Linked DNA regions of Ovis aries: region 1 is linked to region 2. Evidence: chromatin contacts called from public Hi-C data. All regions are on one chromosome and are shown on one strand. The core of a region is the stretch at or near the end of the contact, and the rest is flanking DNA. Distances in the headings are between cores, read along the strand shown. Region 1 overlaps KALRN (kalirin RhoGEF kinase). Region 2 holds the start of KALRN (kalirin RhoGEF kinase).

Region 1 (7,267 bases), core at 1,066-3,565, 43 kb before region 2:
TCCACTGAGGATATTATTTATCCATTTCACAAACATTTCCTGAGCATCTCTCGTGCCGCTGTGGTACAGGATGTGTCAAATGCAGGCTCTGCCCTCAAAGAGCATGCAATGGGGGAAGAAGTCAATGACACAAATACCTACACTGTGAAGTAGACACACAGTAAAACCAAAACAGGATGGATATTAGGGAGTGAGAAAACAAGCAAGGCACTGGGGCCACTGAGCAGTTCAAAGTGGCTGGAGCTAAGGCTGTTAGACGGGTAATGCTGGAACCAGAGTCTGGAGGCCCTTGAATAAAAATTTCAATTAAATAATCAATATGTGGCAGGGTAAGAGCTTTATATTCATGGTTTCCTTTATTTCTTGAAACAGTACTATGTAAAGCCATCCTATTACAGAGAAGGAAAAGGCTCAGAGGAGTCAAGAAAACTGCCTAACACGACACAGCCAATATGTGTCAGAGCTGGGGTCCACACCTAGGCCAGGCTAATGACTGCAACAACAAGGCCGTAGGGCTTTGGAGACCGAGGTGCCAAGTTAAGGAGCTGTTACTTTACCCTTGGGATGCAGAGCCACTTTGAGTAGGAACATGCCCCAGTCAAAGACTGAAGATTTATCAGACAGTAATGGAGAATGGGTTAGGAGCAGTCAGGCTTGAAGCCTACTGCAATGGTCCCAACACTGTATCACGAAACTCCTGAACAGGGAAAGCAGCAACAAGACTGGAAAGGTGGCCCCAAGCTGAGGAATCCAGGAAGAGTGGGGACAGTCTAGTATAATCCCAAGGTATAAACCTGAGTGATGGAGGGCAAGGCTTCAAAAGTGGCATATGCCTGCTTCTCTAGTGCCTCTGCATGTGTGCATGTGTGCCTGGGGGAAAGAAAAGGGCAGACTGCAGCCAAGGACACAGCTCCAAAACAAGGGGCAGCCTGAATACCCAGCCCCACACCTTTCTATGCACTGCTGCTACCTGCAGAATTCCCGGAACTGTGAATTCCCGGAGCCATCCCCCACACTTGGAGCACCTGAGCTCCAGTGACTCACAAAAGCAATAATGTGGCATGAGGCATCCAAAGTGCCTCCCCAGGTCTGGTCTCCTCCAACGAGCCTGCCCCAACATACAGAATGCCTGGCCCCAAATCAGCACCAAGAAGCAGAGGAGTGCTAGAGAGACTTACACACCCCAGGCAGTAATCCTGGCTCCCTGTAATCTTGGGCCAAAAGCTTAACCTCCCTGGATCTGTTTCCTCATCTATAAGATAAGCAGTTTGGATCACAATCAGACATTGCACACTGGAGGCCCACAGCCTGAACTCATCCTGCTAATGGACTTTGTTTGACTAACACAAAGTCTTTAAGTTGCATTAGTTTCAACATTTTAAAACAAGGCTATTTCACAAAGAAAATTCATATTTAAGTCCTCTCTTAAACAAGATCTGGCAACAAGGAGCTCACATTCCCACATGGCATCAGTCAGCTGGAGCTGAGCGGCTGCAGCTCCCCTGAGATAAGGGACACCTCTCCAGTCTGCCACAGTCACCGCCACTCCCTAACTGCTCCCTGACAGTCTCCACTCATCATCTACAACAGGCCTGCTTCAAAAATCTCAGGTTAATGGTTTGGCTCCTTGGGGCACTTGAGTTCACGATTCCTAAGAAGATGATGATCTAAAACACCATCGTTGTGAGGCTTAGGAACTGGGGCAATAAACAGGAGCACAGAGAAGTTGGCAGCGAACTCCCCACAATGGCGGATACAGGTCTCTCAGAGAGGCAGGGGCTTGCTGCAACTGAAAAAGGTTTATTAAAACGTGTGTCAGACCTGCCCGCCATACCCACCCCCCCAACCAGGAGGAACTCACAGATGACATCAGCTTTGGACATAGTCAGAGAAACCCCATCAGGAAGCAATTTACTTCCCCAGTCTCTCTAATTTAACAATTAGCTTAACAACCCTGGTCAGGCACTTGCTGCTGGAGCGTAGAGGAGATCCTGACCAGCAGCAGCTTCAGCCTAGAATCTTCTCAAGGTCCTTTCCCGCACTGCCCTTGCTTCAGCTGGGTTGGCCTCTCAGCTCACACAGACAGACATTCTCAATATTTTCAGAGGTTCCACCTCCTCGAGCCTCCCACTTGAGCTCCTTAGAAATTCTCCCCTGTGTCCAAAATCAATTTCTCCTACTGCAGTTTTAGCTTCTTCTCTGCTAGTCTGTCCTGCAGAGATCCTGGCCTCATCATTGGAAGCATGCAGGCAAGAATGCTTTAGCCAATCACTTCTCTGGCTCTTCGGGAGCTGGAGTGTGGAAGGGAAGTCTGAAGACAGTCCATGCTGCAGGAGAGAGGGTACAGTCCCAAGGCTGGAAGCTTTGGTACACCCTGGGCACAGATCCTGACTCAGAGAATGAGTCTCAGGAACTGGGCTTGCCCTGACCTGGACAGCATGCTCAGTTCTCCATCTGCACTGCCAAAGGGCCTCTCAGTACAATGCACAGTGCCTCCCTTGCCCAGCTCACCCTGCTCCTGCCTCCAAGGCCTTTCTCAAGTGGTACCTTAAACCCCAAATGCCAGAGAGAGATGCACACACATTGGCAAGGGGAGACTCAAGAGGGGAGCTTATAAAGTCACAAGTCCACAGATACCTGCAGGATATTTTGAAAATACAGTATTAGAATTCCCAGGATAGAAGGGGTGAGACTGGGGACCACAATAGCAGACCTCAAAGAGGAAAGCATCACTGTGTGACTAGAGAGAAATTTCAAAGAGGCCACGGAAGGAGAAAAGGCCAGGAACTAACTGACCCAGGAGCTTAAATCAAGCCAAAAATAAAACTGAGGAATGCCAATGTCAAAGCTAATCACAGAGATTAGTCTGTTTCACCAAAGAGACACAATGAGATGAAGAATCGGGGGACCTGTTGGTGCTGCTCCTGGTACAAGAAGTATCCTCAAGAAAGGAAGTTCATCCCAACTTGCCCTCCTCCATTGCCAGGGCTGAGGTCAGGGTTGAAAATGCAGTTAAGTGCTCAGGAACCTGACTGACAAACGAGGTGTAAGTAAATCACCAGGACCATATGGCATCCACCTGGCAGTCCTGAAGGAATTCAAGGGTGAAATTGTAGAGCTGCTAACCAAAATGTGTAACCTCTTATTTCAAAGTCACTTGTGCCCTAGAACTGCCAGAGTACTCGTGTAGCCTCCATTCATAAGAAAAGACCCAGGGAGAATTCTCATTTTTCAAACCAGGAAAGCCAGCAAAACATATGTGAACAGGACTACTAAGCGTGTAAGCAAGCATGACCTATCGGAGGAAAAAAACAGAACAGTGCTGATAACAGCAAAGCATGTTTGTAAGACTTTTTAGAGTAAACATTAATGTGAATTAAAGAGAATCTGTGGGTGTAACTTCCATAAATTTCCAAGAAATTATTAGCAAGGGATTATAGTAAAAACATTTATTTTAACTGAATAATGATGCGACAGGGAAACACTTTTTCAGTATGCTGACTTAGACCAGAAACAAGCAAAAAAATAAAAAATTGACCACATTCAAATTAAGAAATAAAAAAGTGGAGTTCTTAAAGCCTGAACAGTAGACCTGGTCTTATATAATATTCTTATAAATAATCTGTTGGAGGCATCGGAAAGCTACTCCACAGGTCTACACTCTTCCAGGCAAGAAAAAGAACTGCTGATCCAAAGAAATGATAGGAAGGTCTTTTGGGGTTCTAAGAGTTGATGTGAGAGAGAAGGCCGAGTTTCAGTGTGATGGGATCTATCTGCCCCGTGACAATTCCTTAGTCTCCTCTCCTTTGATAAGACAAATTCTGGACTCCATTCTCTGAACCTTATGGATATGGGCCCCCAAACCTGCATATGCTTGAAAAATAGGAACAGTTGCAGATTTAACTCACAGAAAATGATTCTGAATAGACTAACAGAGAGACTGTTCACCACATCTGGTTAAACTCTGGCCAGTCAGGTTCACCATGGGCTGGCCCTTATTCCCTCACCTGCAGTGCCCACTCAATACACAGAACTTCAAACTCATAAACCAAAGGCAGACATCCATAGAAACACCATTCTGAAGCTATGAACCAAATATTCTAAAACAAACAAGAGTAGGACTGGATTGACCTACTCCCTTGAATTAATTTCTAAGATGTTAATACATCTTAGGTCAGGCTTACAGCTGGGAGCTAACCAGAGAAATGCAAACCTGGGTGGGCTCAGCATCTCTTCCTTGTGATCCACATCTGCCTATCGCACTTCTCCGACTGCTTATAACATGAGTGGCTGCCACATAGTCAGAGGCTGTGTACCACTTTCTCAGCACCACCTCTGCTTATCCAAGTCCATTCATTCCTTCAAAACGAGAAGCAAAACAACTCACCATTAGCATCATGGGAATTTAAAACTTACTCTTTCATTTTGGGGCTTGAAGTCAGTGTTTTGTTGGAGAAGGCAGGGGGAAAAAAAGAGTTCTAGATTGTGTCACCTGCTAAAACTTGTTCTTATGTAATGTAGTGGCTACATACATAGGTTCAAATGCTGGCGCTGCTAGTCACTAGGTGAGTAAACACAGAGCCCAACACCCTCACTTGTTAAATGGACGGCAAAAAACATTTGCCTACTTCAAAGGGCAGTTCTGGGGATCATTTTAGGTCATGTTTAGAGCTTGGTACAGCAGCTGGTGCATAATAAACACTCAACAAAATTCAGCTGGTACTAACAAAGTCTCCTTTCCTCTAGATCTAACAAAGTAATTCCTTTCTTGATTTTCTCCTCAAATCTAACTGTAGCTTTTAAGACTTTTTCAAGAGGTAACTGATTACAGCTGCCCCTGATCCACAGCCCTTCAGGGCTCGGCTGTCCCTTCACCATCTTCTTGCGCAGTGCTTGCTTAGACCTGTCTGTGTGTCGTTTCATAAGCTGTGAAGTCCCTTCTGTGTGCCAGTGTCACCACTGCCTGTTCTTGGGTACAGTCTGCACGAAAACTGGCAGCAAGCCTAGCTTTACCAGTAATCGGCCACTAACTGCTTCCCAGAGAGTCAACATACAAAACTGTTTTTGATGAATCTGTCGAGGTAAAGGGGGTGCACTGTGACACTAGACTCTGTCATCACTTTGAGAGCAGATCTATTGTTGGTGACGTCTCACTGACCAAGCTCACAATGCTGATGCGTAAGCCAGAACCTCCATTTACAGGATACCAAAAGCAACAGCAAAATACAGCTGTTACAGGACCCCGAGAGCTCAGGTCAGCATGGTTGGCGGAGGCTGATGGACTGGGGAAACCAAACCATCACCCAAATGTTGCTTAGAGGGCATATAAAAGCAAGGCTAGAAGAGTCCGCAGAATAATTCATGGCCCACGGGCAGTGGACCACAATGGGCTGGTGTATATACCCCAAGATTTGAGCTAGACCTTCCAGAGAACCAAAGCTCCCTTGTTTGCAGTCAGAGGCTGAATGGGTACTACCAGCTTCTGCCTCTTTAATAACCTGCCCTTCAGAAGTGCCTCAGCTGACCAGCAACTTCTGTACACAGTCTTTCCCCAGGCTGCACTCAGTACAATTAATTAGGCTTTGGATTATGAAATTACAGTCACATTTCAGCCCAGCATCCCTGAGATTACTCCCAGCTCATAATAATGGAGTCTTTTCTCTTCTTTCACACGTTTGCAGAACATCTCCTGGTTCACAGCTGTAGAGGATGGATCACATCCATGTAGGATGGATGGATGGATGGACGGACCTAATTTAACCCTCAGAGGAAGCTTCACTTCTATTATTTCCAGGTTCCTAGGAGACTTCACTGTTATCTCTATGGAATCTCTATGGGCCAAAACTCCTCCAGGCCAGAATCCTCATCTTTTATTTGATTTCATGGTTCTTTAGTGAGTAGAACAAGAATTCATTATCAGTAGGCACCTCATCAATGGCACTGATTGACCTGTTCAGTGATGCTGAAGATATTTGCTTTCATTAACAGGAAGAGACCACTTTTCAAGCACTGGTGAGAGAGAGCAGATTTAGGAAGCAGATTGGAACAGAACAAGACCAGGAAGAGGGTACACTGAGCTGCTGTCTGTACAAGGACTTGAAGAAGGAGGTATAACGTGTCCCCGGGTTGTATTTAGAAAACTGATACCAACTACTTAGAAAGAAACAGCTAGTCTTCCATCAGATTATCCTGGCCATCCTCTTTTCCTTCCCTGGTGTTTTGACAGCCCATGGAAGAACATTCAGCTTTAGTTCTCAGAAGAAAGAAACTTGGAGCCTGGGACATAAATATGTCTTATTCTACAAATCACTGACTTCTTATGCTGGGCAAAATCATCAAGAGGTCTTTGAAGAATCCATCTGGTTCAAGGACTGGTGTGCCAGCAGGAAATTCTAATAGAGGAGACGCCTTGCCAGTTGAGGGACTCCTGCCTTCCTACATGGCTGTGGCATGGGCATCTGCTCTCTTCTTCTTGGTTTGAGTTGCAAGGCAATGTCGATGAAAAGAGTCCATGTTTGAAGCCAGGCAACCCTGGGTGAGACCCTGGTTTTGACAATTTCTGACAAATCACTTAACCTCTCTGAGCCTGTTCTTTCAAAGTACAGGATATACGCTACCTTTCAGAGTCTGGGGAGGACTAGAGATGGCATCTGAAATGTGCCTATTCAATGGTTGTCTTAGGATGGGGGCGTTTTGGCTAGCTTGGCGCTTGCAAAGACATCACCATTACAGAAGTCACCACCAAGTAACACCTGACTGGCTCAGAGCAATAGCATCCAAGCACACCTAAACAGGTGGGACCCCCTCGCCCCCACACCCCCCCAACCAGGTACAAAGATGCCTCCCTCCCCTTCCCGGTCATCCTTCACATGGACATGCTGCCTTCCCGAGTCCAGAGTTCTAACCATGAATAGAAACCCTTCAGTGACAGACATCAGCATATAGCACACAAAGGTAGTGTGGAGAGAGCAAGACAGAGTGGAAAACAACCCTAATTAAGACAACTTCAATCACATGATTATATATGTAGAAAGTGAAAGTGAAGTCGCTCAGTTGTGTCCGACTCTTCACGATCCCATGGACTGCAGCCTAGCATGCGATTCTCCAGGCAAGAATACTGGAGTGGGTTGCCATTTCCTTCTCCAGGGGATCTTCCTGACCCAGGGATCGAACCCAGGTCCCCCGCATTGTAGGCAGATGCTTTAACCTCTGAGCCACCAGAGAAGCCCATATATGTAGAAGGGACCCTAATAATCATTCAGTACAA
Region 2 (6,916 bases), core at 2,382-4,881:
TACCAATCTTGAATCAAATCCAATCTCCTCTCTCTTGGGCTTCCAAGACTCTCCCTATCTGGTCTTGTCCTACTTAACAAACTCTGTTTCCCATTCCTCCCTACCCTACACTTTCTGCTCCATCTTCCCGGCATCCTCAATGTCAATGCCTCAACCTCCCTGAGATTTTGTCCATGATTCTTCTCCTACCCTCCATCTCTCCTTCATAGGCTACCCTCAGTCCCTCTCCTCTGTAGTTCTGCCAACTTTTTATCTTAGAGCACCATAATGTTCAGCAGTTAATTAATCTCTAATTGAGCAGTAATTGTCAATCTTCTTTTAAAAGCTCTTGGAGGAGAGAGACCACGTTGAACGTTTCTATCCCACAGCACCCTGGACAGCAGAAGGTTCCTTAGTAGGAGCTGAAAAGCCCTTGTTGGTTTTCTGTTCCCAATTCTGAGTTTCTATATTTCCCCTCCTCTGCCTCATAACCATGATCAATATAATTATTGTGACACACTTTCCCAGGCTTGGATCAAAGAGTTCCCAGAAAGACAGTATAGAATACACCAGAAAGACAATACAGAATATACCAGTCTGTAAGACTGGGGTGTCGTTGTGGGGTGTGTGTGCTTCTCTCTGTGTGTCTATCTATCCATGTACATGTATGTACGGATATAGGATTTAGAAAATGTAGCTTAATCCATGATCAAAAAAACTTAAGTACCAAAATAACCAGAAGAGGACAAGGAACCAAAATGACAGAATTAGTTGAAACATGCCTAATTAGAGGCAGAGTATGCCAGAGTTTTGACAAAGCAATTGCCAGTCTGGTCTTTATATGAGCAAAATTTTCCACCAGAAAGCAGGGGGTAACCCTGGCCCCAGGGACTTTGAAAATGTGTTTGAAGCTTTCTCAGTGGTTCGACTAAATAAATTTATAATCTGTCCAACCTACCAGGTGTAGAGCACTATATTCCATAAAGATTGGGGGATCAGAAAGGAGACAGTTAAGAAATATGGTCTTTTACAGGTTTAAGAATCCCCAGGCTAGAGATTGGAAGGGAGTAAGATCAGAAAGCAGAGCACAGAGGGCCACTCAGGTGGATGGTGGTCCTAGACCCTACCACAGATAGCCTGCCTCCCCTCTTACAACTTGTTACACATTGTCAGTCATTTCCAGCCTTATCTGTTGTAGATTTCACCCTTCTCTGATTTGAAGAGCACATCAAACCTAGCCCCCACCCCCACCATAAGGCTGCCCAAGAAGGAAGAAGAATACCCCCAGCAGGATTCCACAGGAGACAGTCCCCAGTCAGTTATTTACTCTGTGATTTTAGCCAGAGCTAGACAATGTAAGCCCCATGTTGTATTTTGAAAGGCCCTGGGAAAAGTAACACATTGGACCATTATAGGTCATTAACACCATTAACACTGTGTGAATTCATTTGTCAGAAATTAGCAAGCCTCCAGAAACTTGAGATCTGCTCCAAGTGCCTGGGAGGAGAACGGATAGGAACTACTGTTTGGATGGTAGAAAATGGGAAGGAGGAATGGATGCCAAAAGATAAAAGTAGGTCCAGAAAGGGAAGGTCGGAAAGCTCATACTTCAGGAGTTTTCCCCAGAACTAAGGAAAGGCAGACTTTTGTGCCAGATGAGAGACAGGAGTGGGGCCAGGTGGGGGAGTCAGGGAAGACGTCCTGGTGAATGTTTCCAGATAGGCCTTAACCCCCAGAACCTCTCTCCTAGACTATAATCTAAGGTTATAAACTCAGGTCAGGCACGTTTTTAGAATTCGTGCCTTGGTTCCTGGGCAGTGCATATGTGAGTGTAAGGGTGGGGGGAGGGGGACGGGCCAGGCGGCAGTGTATATTAGAAACCACGACTGGTTAAAAGGAACAAGGAGACAAGGCTGAGCCCTGAGAAGCAGGGTAGGATAACAGGGGCTCCTGTTTTCTCCAGGCTCTGGCATCAGCTCCTGTCCTCCACCTCTTTACTCTTCAGACCAACTAGAAAATGAACATATGGGTCGACCAACTCTTGACTTCTAAAGCCACAAGTCTCCCCAACAAAGCACCCCACCCCTTCCCCTCAGATGACCTCCAGGGCAGGGCAATGAGGTTAGGAAACAGATGGGTGTGCAGGGAGCCTCCAGAGCTAACCTGTTCCCTGACCCCACCAGTTCACGCGCTTTAACCCAATTTACAGAAAGAGGGGGTCCCCATAACTTACTGGACTCTTTGGGACAAAGATTCCAGACAAAATGGTTCCAGATATGGAAGATGGGGAGCTCTACCTACTGAGTTGGTGGAAGCCACAGGTAAAGAGGAGATGGAGAAACCCTGGTTATCAGAGAAACAGGGCCACAGGTGGTGGGAGAGGAGAGTGGTCGGCATCTGCTCTGGGAAAAGGGCTGTGCAGGCAAGGAACCTGCGACTCAGACCCAGGACTGGGTGGTGGCGGGGGCAAAGAACAACCGTGAAAGCAGGTCTGGCGGGGGAGCTCTACATACCACAGGCAAGCAAAGATTCAGTGGGTGTGTATGAGGGGGACGCTAACTCACACGTCCAGAATGAGTGATTTTTATCAAAAGCTCCTGCGTTCCCATCACTGAAGAAGAGGAGGACAAGGACGAGGTCCTAGGCGCCCACCGCCTTCCCAGCCAAGTCCGCCTCTTAAGTCTGAGACGCCCGGCTCCTCACACACATCAGGCTCCGCGGTCCACCGTCCGCCCCGCTCCTGACTGTCAGGCTGCAGCCTGCGCGACTCCCGGTCCTTCTTTGCATATCAGGGCCCGGGGCCCGTGGCCCGGAGCAGGGGTGCGGGCGCGGGGCGGCCAGAGCCAGGCTGACAGGCGCTAGGGGGAGGGGGAGCCGAGGGAGGGGCGGGGGCGCCGGGAGCGAGAGCGGCGCGCTGCAAAGTGATCCAACCTCGCCCCATCCCCGCGCTCGGGGAGAAGGCGGCCCACCGGGACCGCCTCCCGCCTCCCCACACAGACTCCCGCAAGTGGGGTGAACGCCGAGGGGCGCCAAGCTCCCAGCCCCCACCCCTCTCCAAAACGCAACCAGCACTGCCATAACAACAAGAATCTCGGCAACTCCGGCCCGGACGACGAGGGGGACAGCACCCCCCAACACGCCCGCCCCAGCAACAGTCTCGTTCCCCAAACTTGTCCGAGAAGCCGCGTCCAGGGCAGCAGCCCCCCACCCGCCCCACCCCCCCAAGCTCCCCAGCTGCCCAGCTTACCTGTCCGGAAAAAGGCGTCCACGTCCGAGTCGGCGGCTCCTCCTTCCTCCGCTGCCCCCTCCGGGGGGTTCATGACTGGGGGAGGGCGTCCACGGGCAGCCGGGGGGCGGCCAAGCCCGGGGCCGAGCGCTGCTCTGTGGGCGGCGGGCGCTGGGCTGCGGACACCGGGCTTCGAGGGCGGCCGGCCGGGGCGGCTGGGCTGGGGCAGAGGACGCCGAGGCTCCCTCAGGCGGAGGCGCACGGCGGGCTGGGGGCGCCTGCCGCGGGCTCCCCCATGGTCCCCCTTCCCCGGGGGGCGCTGGCCGCCTGCGGTCTGCCCGGGCCGGGGTCCGAGCTGCTTGGGCGCCCGCTCTCCCTCAGCAGCGGCAGCTGGCTCTCCTTCTCGCCCGTCCGCCTGTCTCTATTGTTCAGCCCTGCTCGGCTCTCCTCTTTATTTTTCCTCCTCCCTCCCACCCTCCCTGTCTCTCTACCTCCTCCCTCCCTCGCTCTATCGCCCGCACGCTCTCAGCCTCCCTCCCTCGCTCGCTCTCTGGCTCCCCCTCTGGCTCCCTCAGCCGCCGCCGCCTCGCAGCTCCTCCCCCGGCTCCCGCTCCTCAGTCGCGGCCAACAATGCCCGGGGCAGCGCCGAGCTCAACTGAAGCTTCGGCCCGGGCCGGGGTTCGCCGCGGGCCCCCGGCGGCGCGGACGCCTCCCTCCCCCCGCCTCCCCGCGCCGGCCTCTCCAAGGAGCCAAGCCCGGGCCCCGAGCTATTGTTCGCGGCTGTGCTAGGCCGGCTTCCTGAGCCCCGCAGGAAAAGCCCCGGCGAAGGAGGCGGCCGGGGAGGGGGCGGGGCCGCCGGGCGCGTCCTGGGCCGCCGGGCGCACGCCGGGCTTGCCGAGGGGGCTCGGACGCCTGAGCCCCGCGTGCTCAGCCTCGCCGCTAGCGCTGTTCCTACTCCCGCCCGGCGGCGGCCGCCTCCTCCACCCCACCCCGTTCTCAGGTGTATGAGCCGCGACCCCCCTCAAGCTGCCTGTCCCCCAAGATGGGCTGATCTGTCTCTAGAGGCTGGACTTTTCCCCGCTCCTTCTCGACAAGCTCCCTTCTGTCTCCTTGACCTCCTGAGCCTTTCGCATTTTCCTCACCAACTCTCCTTAGTTCCTCTGGTTTTTTGGTGTTTGGTTTTTTTTTTTTAAAGCTTTTCTCTTCCTTCCCCCCTCTTTTCAGCGCCCCTGTAAACACCTCTGCCTGTCTCGGTGACTCTTTGTCCAGTTCATTTCTCTCGCGATGTGCCCCTGCCTATCTTTCCCTCCGTGACCCTCTTCTGTCTCCCATTTGTCTCTGTCCTGCCTCGGTACTTGGCCAGTGTCTCAACGCTCCTCTTGGACAGCTGTCAAACTCCCTAATCCCCGAGGCCTTCTCTGTTTTGTTCTTCTGCCTCGTGTGAATGGAGAGATCCAGTTGGCCAGGAGAAAGGAGGTGTTACAGCAAGCTGAATTTCAATTAAAGTGGGGAGAGGGACAGGAGAGGAATGGGGAAGACCTCAAAAAAGAAAACAGATGCTGTATGGGGTAATTAATGCAGTGATTGTATTGTGCCAATTGGTTTTTAAGCAATAATTAAACAATAATTAGCCAGTATTCTGTTTATAGTCCTAGTGACTGCAAAGCTTACAAAACAGAGGCTCTTTAGACCTGAGTACTTAATGTGGTGTGTTGGAGGCTGTTGTTGCTACCTCATCCAGACAGATGGAGAGGCTGTGGCCTGACCTAATGTGTTAAAAACACACCTAATAGGAAAATCAGATAATGTAGTGTAAAGCTGATGGACTGCTACCCACCAGCCAGAATCTCCCAGATCTGTCATCACTGGTAACCTACTTGGTTCCATCTCTTTCCAGGTAAAGCACCTGGAACCTCTCCAGATCTACAACCAGCTAACTCTTAACAGCAAATAGATTTAAATGCGTTTTTAGTGAACCCTTTCTGGTTCCCTGTACTCCTTACTTTCCTTACTGAATGTCACAATTATTTTTCACCCACTGAAAAAAATAAGTACAGTTGCCTGTCTTCAGTGTTGGGTGGAGAAGGAAACGGCAACCCACTCCAGTGTTCTTGCCTGGAGAATCCCAGGGACGGGGGAGCCTGGTGGGCTGCCATCTATGGGGTCGCACAGGGTCGGACACGACTGAAGTGACTTAGCAGCACAATGTTGGGTACATCTATCAGGCCCCATTTCTTAAAAATTATTAATAGAGACTGACATCACAAATTCATTGCCATGAGATCTAATTCATCTGGTCCAAATAGCTTGAACTGCCTTAAAGCAACCAGATGCCCCTTTTCGTACCACCTTCCCTGACAATGAAAGTACTTCTCCTTTGTCTTTTCTAAGTTTTGCCTTCCCTTTTACCCTAAGCTGACACTCTGGCCTGCACTCCCACACATACGCATGCCAGCAGAGCTGCTGTGAACTGGCACCATTGTGCAGACAGACAACCAGAGGCCTGGCAAGAGCACTGCATGTGCGCTAAGTCACTTCAGTCGAGTCCAACTCTCTGTGACCCTATGGACTGCAGCCTGCAAGGCTCCTCTGTCCATGGGATTTTCCTGGCAAGAATACCAGAGTGGGTTGCCATGCCCTCCTCCAGGGGATCTTCCCAACCCAGGGATCGAAGCTGTGTATCTTATGTCCCCTGCATTGGGTTCTTTACCACTAGCACCACCTGGGAAGCCAGGCAAGAGCATTAGCTCATCCCAAATTCAGAGGAAACATGTTTAGAGAAAAGTTCATATCAAATTTTTAATAAATGTGGACCAGAATGGGGGAAAAACTTATGAAATGACACATTTTAAAAGGAAATTTGGCAATTTCTATTAAGGTTTTAAATGTTCATGGCTATATTAATATCAGACAAAGATTTCCTAGCAAAAGCTGTTACTAGGGGTACAAAGGGACATTTCAGTTAATCAACTGCACAAACAATCCTAAAATTTTTTGCATCTAAGAAAATTTCAAAATATATGAAGCAAAACTGATAAGACCAAACAAAGAGAAACAGACAAATTCAAAATTATAGTCAAATTTTAACCTCTATCTCGATCAATAACTGATAAGGAAATAGATCATCAATAAGGATATGGAAGACTTGATCAATGCTATCAACCAACATTCTATAAACTGACATTTATAGAATACTCCACTCAATAACAGCAAATATACATTTTTCTTCAAGTACACAGGTATCAAGTACACAAGATAAACTCTTTGCTAAGCCATAAAACAAGTTTTGAAAAATGTAAGAAGATTAACATCATGCAAATTATACCTCAGTTGTTTTTTTAAAAAAAGCATGCAATATTCTCTGAACACAATGAATTAAGCTAAAAATTAATAACAAATATATGAAAAAAACCACATATATGAAAACTAAATAAATACTTCTGAATAACCCATGATCAACTAAGAACTCAGTGGAGATATTAGAAAGCATTTTTAACTGAATAAAGATGAAAAAGCATCATATAAAAATCTATGAAACAGAGCTAAAACAGTACACAGAGGGAAATTTGTAGTACTAAAATTCCTATTTTGTAAAGTCTCAAATCATTGATCTCCTGTTCTGCCTTAAGAGCAAAAGAAATCCAAAGCAGAAGAATAGAAAGTTTAAAAGATTAGAGCATTAAAAAATTAAATATATAACAGAAAAACTAG

Evidence for each region. Hi-C and Micro-C count contacts between places; a contact is called where the count stands out from the background.
Region 1: a Hi-C map of hypothalamus shows a contact between it and region 2, with 2.3 times the contacts expected there. The contact joins the enhancer-like site here to the promoter of KALRN in region 2. A contact is called at or near these places in 4 of 16 Hi-C or Micro-C datasets (hypothalamus, mesenteric adipose tissue, retroperitoneal adipose tissue and 1 more).

Annotation. Positions count from the first base shown.
Region 1 is chr1:189,325,424-189,332,690 of ARS-UI_Ramb_v3.0, reverse strand. The region is part of intron 1 of KALRN (kalirin RhoGEF kinase); the gene reads right to left. Among named protein-coding and RNA genes, the nearest start is that of KALRN, 42 kb to the right of the region's middle. Within about 2 kb of position 2,315, at least 2 of the 54 cell types and tissues checked have an H3K27ac peak or open chromatin away from gene starts, as enhancers often do. A contact at or near this core is called in hypothalamus, where this site is marked.
Region 2 is chr1:189,283,816-189,290,731 of ARS-UI_Ramb_v3.0, reverse strand. It overlaps KALRN (kalirin RhoGEF kinase), which reads right to left and starts at 3,631. Exons shown (of 59, transcript XM_060418677.1): 1 at 3,227-3,631. The coding sequence starts at 3,299.